Regions from separate parts of the Anser cygnoides genome. Here region 1 is linked to region 2. A link is a contact called in public Hi-C data. All regions are on one chromosome and are shown on one strand. Each heading gives the region's core, a stretch centred on a gene start, on an enhancer-like site or on the middle of the called end of the contact. The rest is flanking DNA. Distances are from core to core; before and after follow the strand shown. Region 1 holds the start of CFAP77 (cilia and flagella associated protein 77). Region 2 overlaps AK8 (adenylate kinase 8).

Evidence for each region. A called contact is a pair of places that touch in the nucleus more often than the background predicts.
Region 1: a contact with region 2 is called in a Hi-C map of liver, with 2.3 times the contacts expected there. The contact joins the promoter of CFAP77 here to the enhancer-like site in region 2. A contact is called at or near these places in 3 of 7 Hi-C or Micro-C datasets (granulosa cells and liver).

Annotation. Positions count from the first base shown.
Region 1 is chr20:4,923,213-4,925,935 of Taihu_goose_T2T_genome, reverse strand. It overlaps CFAP77 (cilia and flagella associated protein 77), which reads left to right and starts at 1,351. Exons shown (of 6, transcript XM_048054326.2): 1 at 1,351-1,555. The coding sequence starts at 1,529. It overlaps TTF1 (transcription termination factor 1), which reads right to left and starts at 1,150. Exons shown (of 12, transcript XM_066980885.1): 1 at 1,044-1,150; 2 at 372-472; 3 at 1-232. The coding sequence starts at 220.
Region 2 is chr20:4,729,933-4,732,632 of Taihu_goose_T2T_genome, reverse strand. It overlaps AK8 (adenylate kinase 8), which reads right to left. Exons shown (of 13, transcript XM_013193946.3): 6 at 946-1,027. Among named protein-coding and RNA genes, the nearest start is that of SPACA9, 19 kb to the right of the region's middle. Within about 2 kb of position 1,277, at least 1 of the 3 cell types and tissues checked has open chromatin away from gene starts, as enhancers often do. A contact at or near this core is called in liver, where this site is marked.

The DNA.
Region 1 (2,723 bases), core at 102-2,601, 190 kb before region 2:
GTTCCTCCTCCTCCCCTCTTTCTTTTTTTTTCTTCTTCTTCTTCTTTTTCTTTTTATAGACTTCACTGCTCTGTGCTGCTTCATCTTCAAAAAGCTCTGCATCTTGTACAGTTTCGTTTTCATCATCTTCCTGTCTCGTATCGCGTTCTTTGCGTTTTTTCTTTTTCTTCCTGAGAGACTCCCCAACTTGAAAATCCTCTGCACTTGCTTCTTCTGTCATATTTTTTCTTATCTTAAATAAAATAGGAGTTTACTCAAACACCATAATATGCATACCTTTATATACTATTACACAGTAAAAAAAAAGTTACTAGAAAACTACTGTAGAACAATTCAGTATTAACTTAAAAACATATAAGAAAGATACTTGCTTTTCAGCACAGCAAATTGTGCAAAGTGACTAGACCAGAACAATGCCTTCTTCAACAAACAGATGTGCATCACAGCTGTATTCAGCCTTAAAACCACCTTCCTGTAACAACAAAGACACACTTCAATAACTATTAGCATTTAGTTGAGCTGGAATAACTCGCACAGTAATAGGCTGCAGTATTCAACACTTCTTCCAGCATTGAAATAGCGACAAATTAAAAAAAATAAAGCATCAAACCCATCGGTGCTACAACCAAGCTCCCTTGGCAGAAGCTTCTGAGCACGCTGTGACTCAGCGCTGGCTCTGCCTGTGCTCCAGCAGCTCCACGCCGAGCTCGCACCGACCCTTTAACGGGAATCACCCCTGAAAATTACGGTTACTCAGCGCGGGCGGGAACATTTTAGCACGTTTCTCGGCGGCAGCACGCACAGACACCCCAAAAAGCCTCCGCCGGCCCCAGCACGGCCCCCCCCCCCCCCCCCCCGCCACGTTCCCTCCTCAGCGGGGCCTTACCGGGGCCTCGTCCCGCCCCGCTGCGGCCCCGCCGCCGCCCTCAGCCTCCCGGGGGGGGGGGGGCAGCGGGGCGGGGAAGGCCCCCCCGAGAACAACCTCGAGACCCCCTGAAGACCCCCTAAAAGCCCCCTAAAGCCCCTCGGAGCCCCTTAAGTACCCTGAAGGCCCCCGAGGCCCCTCAGCGCCGCGCACCGGGCCACGGCGCCCCACGCGGACCCACCGCGTCCTCCCCTCAGCGGCGCCCCCCCCGGCCCCCGCTCCCCGCCCGCTTCGTTCCCGTTCCCGCCCAGCGGCGGAAGCGTTCCCGGCCGGAGCCGGCCCGGCGCGGACCGCGGCGGTTGCTAGGAGACGGGGCCGCCGCCGCTCCGTTCTCCCCCCCCCCGCCCCTCTCCGGTGCCCGCAGGGCGGGTGGCGGCCTCTTCATTATTATTATTATTATTATTATTGTTTTCCCCCTTTTTTTTTTTTTTTGCCTTTGGACGCGCCCTCGGTCCGCGAGCGTCTGGTTGTCCGGGAACGGCAGCGGAATTCGTTATCCGGGATGGCGGGAGGCGGCGGGGGGGGCCCCCGCGGCGGCCGCTGTGCTTGGCTGAGGTGGAGGCGGGCAGCGAGAACGAGAGGCTGGGGGTGGCCCGGGACAGCATGCTGCGCAACCCCCTCATCCTCAAGGTGAGCCCCGGGACCGAGATCCCTCCGGTCCCAGTCCTCCCCCGGACCCCTCACCCGGTCCCGGTCCCTGCCCCGATCTCCTCCCTGCCCTGGTAGCCCCCCGGTCCCGGTCCTGATCCCGCCCCCCGCCCTGATCCCGGTCCCGGTCCCGATCTCCTGCTCTGCACCGGTACACCCCGGTCGCAGTCCTGATCCCCCCCCCCGCCCTAGTCCTGGTCCCGGTCCCGGTCCCTGCCCCGACCTCCTCCCTGCCCTGGTACCCCCCCGGTCCCGGTCCTGATCCCGCCCCGCGCCCTCATCCCGGTCCCGATCCCGGCTCCCCCCTGCCCTGGTCCCGGTCCCGGCTCCCCCCCGCCCCGCCCCGGTCCCAGCCCCGGTCCCAGCCCCGCGGAGCGCAGCCCCCAGCCCGGAGCCGCCTCCCCCGGTCCCAGCCGGCTGCAGCACAGCTCCCGGCCCCTGGGTGGCACCAGCCGAAAGGCTTCGGCCGCTCCCGGCGGCACCGGCCCCGCGCTGCTGCCCCCCCCCCCCCCGCCGGGCTGGGGCCGTGCTCTGAGGGCTGAGGGGCTCCGGGGGGGGGGGTCCAAGGGGGTCCCGGCAGCTGCCGAGCCTCTGCGGGGCCAGCACCGAGCTGCGCTTTGCCTCTTCTCCTTGGGAGGGCAGCCGCTGCTGGTCAAAAACGCCTGGCGTGGGGGGGTTTGGGGGGGTTCTTACCCCCCCCCCAGTCGGACAGCGGTGACATTTAGGCTGCTGCTGCCCAGCCTGCGCTGTGGCAGGGAAGGTTTTGAAGGTCTTGAGCTCCCTTCGTTATCCCACCCCACCCCCCGTACCGTCAGGCCTGGAAGGCAGCCGTAAAATTGTGGAATAGCACGGAGAACAGGAGTCCTGCAACGCTCACTGTCTGCTCTTCCTCATGAAACTTAAAAACTTAATTTGGAAGTGGTTAGGAAGGCAAAGAAAACAAGTAGGTTCTGTGCTATAACTCGAAGCATCATTTTCAATCCAAAGCTTCTGCATCGTTTCTTCTCTCTGGATCCCGTACATTTGACTGGGAGTGACTTTAACTTTGGTTGAAGTGAAATTTCCTCGCCTAGCTACCTGCCCCAGAAGGATGTGCCAGACCCAGGTGTGAGCAGGGCAGCCGAACTCGTTTTGTGCGTGCGGTGATGCC
Region 2 (2,700 bases), core at 28-2,527:
TCTTTTTGATTAACTAGACAGACTGAGCTTTAAGATTTTCATTCAGGTCTTGGTTGCACAGATATAATTGTGAGCAAAACTTGACTTCAAATGTTATTAGCTATATTAAAAATACATGCAAGTACTAGACATTAAACATTTTTGCCTAGCTCTATTGCAGTGATTCTGAATTCTTCATTAACAGTCAAATCTCATCCAAATCAAATCCAAAGTGACAATTCATCAAGTTCGCTAACATTCTGGCAAGTTCACTACCCACTGGCAAGCTCTACATTTCTCACTTCACCCTGTATTCCACACAATTGTCATCATTTCTTACATTCTAAGTAGGTTCTCTATATTAATTTAGGACAACTGGCTGTTCTAGGTGGCAAGGGCAGCTGTCAAGGTCTTGTCTACCAGCACTTTGCCAGTAAAGAAATGTTCCTCACAAATCAAGTTATAATCCATCCATACTAAAAGGTCAAGTTTAAAATTATGGTGTTTCTGCTCCACTTGGCTAAGTTTCCTAAGTTTGTATTCTCTAATTCAACAAACGAATGATTTGTATTTAGGGGATGAGGAAATTGTTTTGGTCTGAGAATCACTAAAGAGATTTAGAGATTGATATAGAGATCTAGAGATTGAAGTCATAGAAAATTTGGACCCACACCTAGTACAGAAACAAAGCTACATACAGCTGCTTGGAGGTACTTGCTGGAGTTATCCTGAATGTACAGAACTCTATTGTGTAGGAAGACCAAGAGTTTAAGCATAAAAGACAGGATTTAAAGTCTTTCAGGTTAACTCAAGGTTTTCAGTGAATCTGAACCATACAGAAATATTCTGTTGTCTCTTGACTCTGTCTTCAATATTGGTATTGAATTTATTGAGGATGTTTGGGGAAAAACACTTCCAGGCTTTTACCTTCTGGTCATGATCACACATAAACCTTGCACTGCTTACCAACATGCCTAGGAATGATGCCAGATGATTGCAGCATCCACGCCTGTTCCTGATTTTCAGGGAAGCCTTCCAAAATCCAACCCTGTTGAACAAAAACATGAAAATATTATCGGTCCTGGAAGAGAAAACACAAAACGTAGCACTAAATATTGGTGCTATTTGCACAAAAAAAGCCTCATTCTGGTCTCACAATGTGACAATATTTGTTATGGGTGCTTGCGATAGAAAAAAGAAAACATGGAGCACTGATATTTTTATGAAGTGACATGCAGTAACACCACTGCCACAGTGCAATGGGCATTTATGTATTGTAGCAAGGATTTTTTTTCATGTTTCAATCTCAAAAAAGAAACTTCTCTTTTGAATAAAAACAATGCAAAACAATTTCTACAGTTTTGAAATATTCAAAAGGATACCAGCCCACACTGTGTATAAATTTGTTTAGCCTCTTTTTTAAAGACAGATTTAATGCCAAGAACATTGAGGAAAATATGCACGCTTTCATTATTTTCTTAAATTATACAGGAAAACTCACAGTAATGGAACCAGCGTTCCCAAAGCTAATGAAGCAACAGAGCAAAAGAAAGGAAAAAGAAAAAAGAGCCTTTTGCTCCCTTAAGTCCTTGTTATAGCCAGCTAAGTGTTAGATTGAGCATCTTTAAAAAAACATTTACAGATCTGTGAAATACTGGAGAAGAGCTGCAGCCTCACTCAGTTTCTGCATGATGCAGTATTTGAGATCTAATCCACTTCCCAGTCTCAAGTCTGACTCTTCTAAACTTTCTCTAATTTTTCTGTTATTTGCTTAACTACACGTGTCCTTGTCACTACCTAATATTCCCCTAATAACTTTGTGATGCTACAATAAATCTCAAAACTATCTTTGTACTGAAATAAATAAGATACTTGAATATTGCATTAGCTAGCAATCATTATCATCTCCCACATATTTCTGAAGCTCTGTCAGTATGGGGTCCAAAGGTTTTCGAAGTATTTCTGCATATCTCCATGCCTTCTGTGGGAGGAAATTGGGACATTCCAATTATATAAGAAAATAGAGTAGACTACTTAAAATTCTTTAATTAGCCTGGTTTCGGGAACATGTCATCCTGCTGATATCTGTAGAATACAAGAGACTTAAGAAACTGCAAGCCATTTTTGCCACTCCCAGTGTTTGCTCTGTCGAATTAGAATGAACTGCTGTCTAAGGTCACGCAGGTGCTAAGAAATCAATTTATCCCTTGGGACTTGCAGGAGGCAAGGCTGCACAATATTTTTAGCAGTATGCTAGGAACTTCAGCACTAGTTCTGAATATATTGTGTTTGTACAACATATATATAGGCCCACATCCTTTTCTACGGAGAAATGGCATCAGAGGTTGGAAGCCAATAAATCTATGCCTATTTACACAGACTACAAATCTGACTCATTTTCTTCACTCCAAGCGCAATACTTTTGGAAACTAAACAAAAGAAAAAAAAATCACAAAACCACCACACCACAAAACCATTGCTTCTGATGTCACTACAGCTTATTGCCCAAAATCAAATACTGAGCAACAGGCAGTAAATACAGATTCTTTTTAACAACGTCAGCTTCTAGATGCTCATACACAAATTTCAACGGTCCTTAATGCAGGCAATAAGGAATTTTATAAATAAAAGTTTTTGCAGTATAATAAAACATAGCTCAATAAATAGCTTCCTGCCTGCATTTCAATGCATTAAGCAAATGCATAATAAACACACACTACA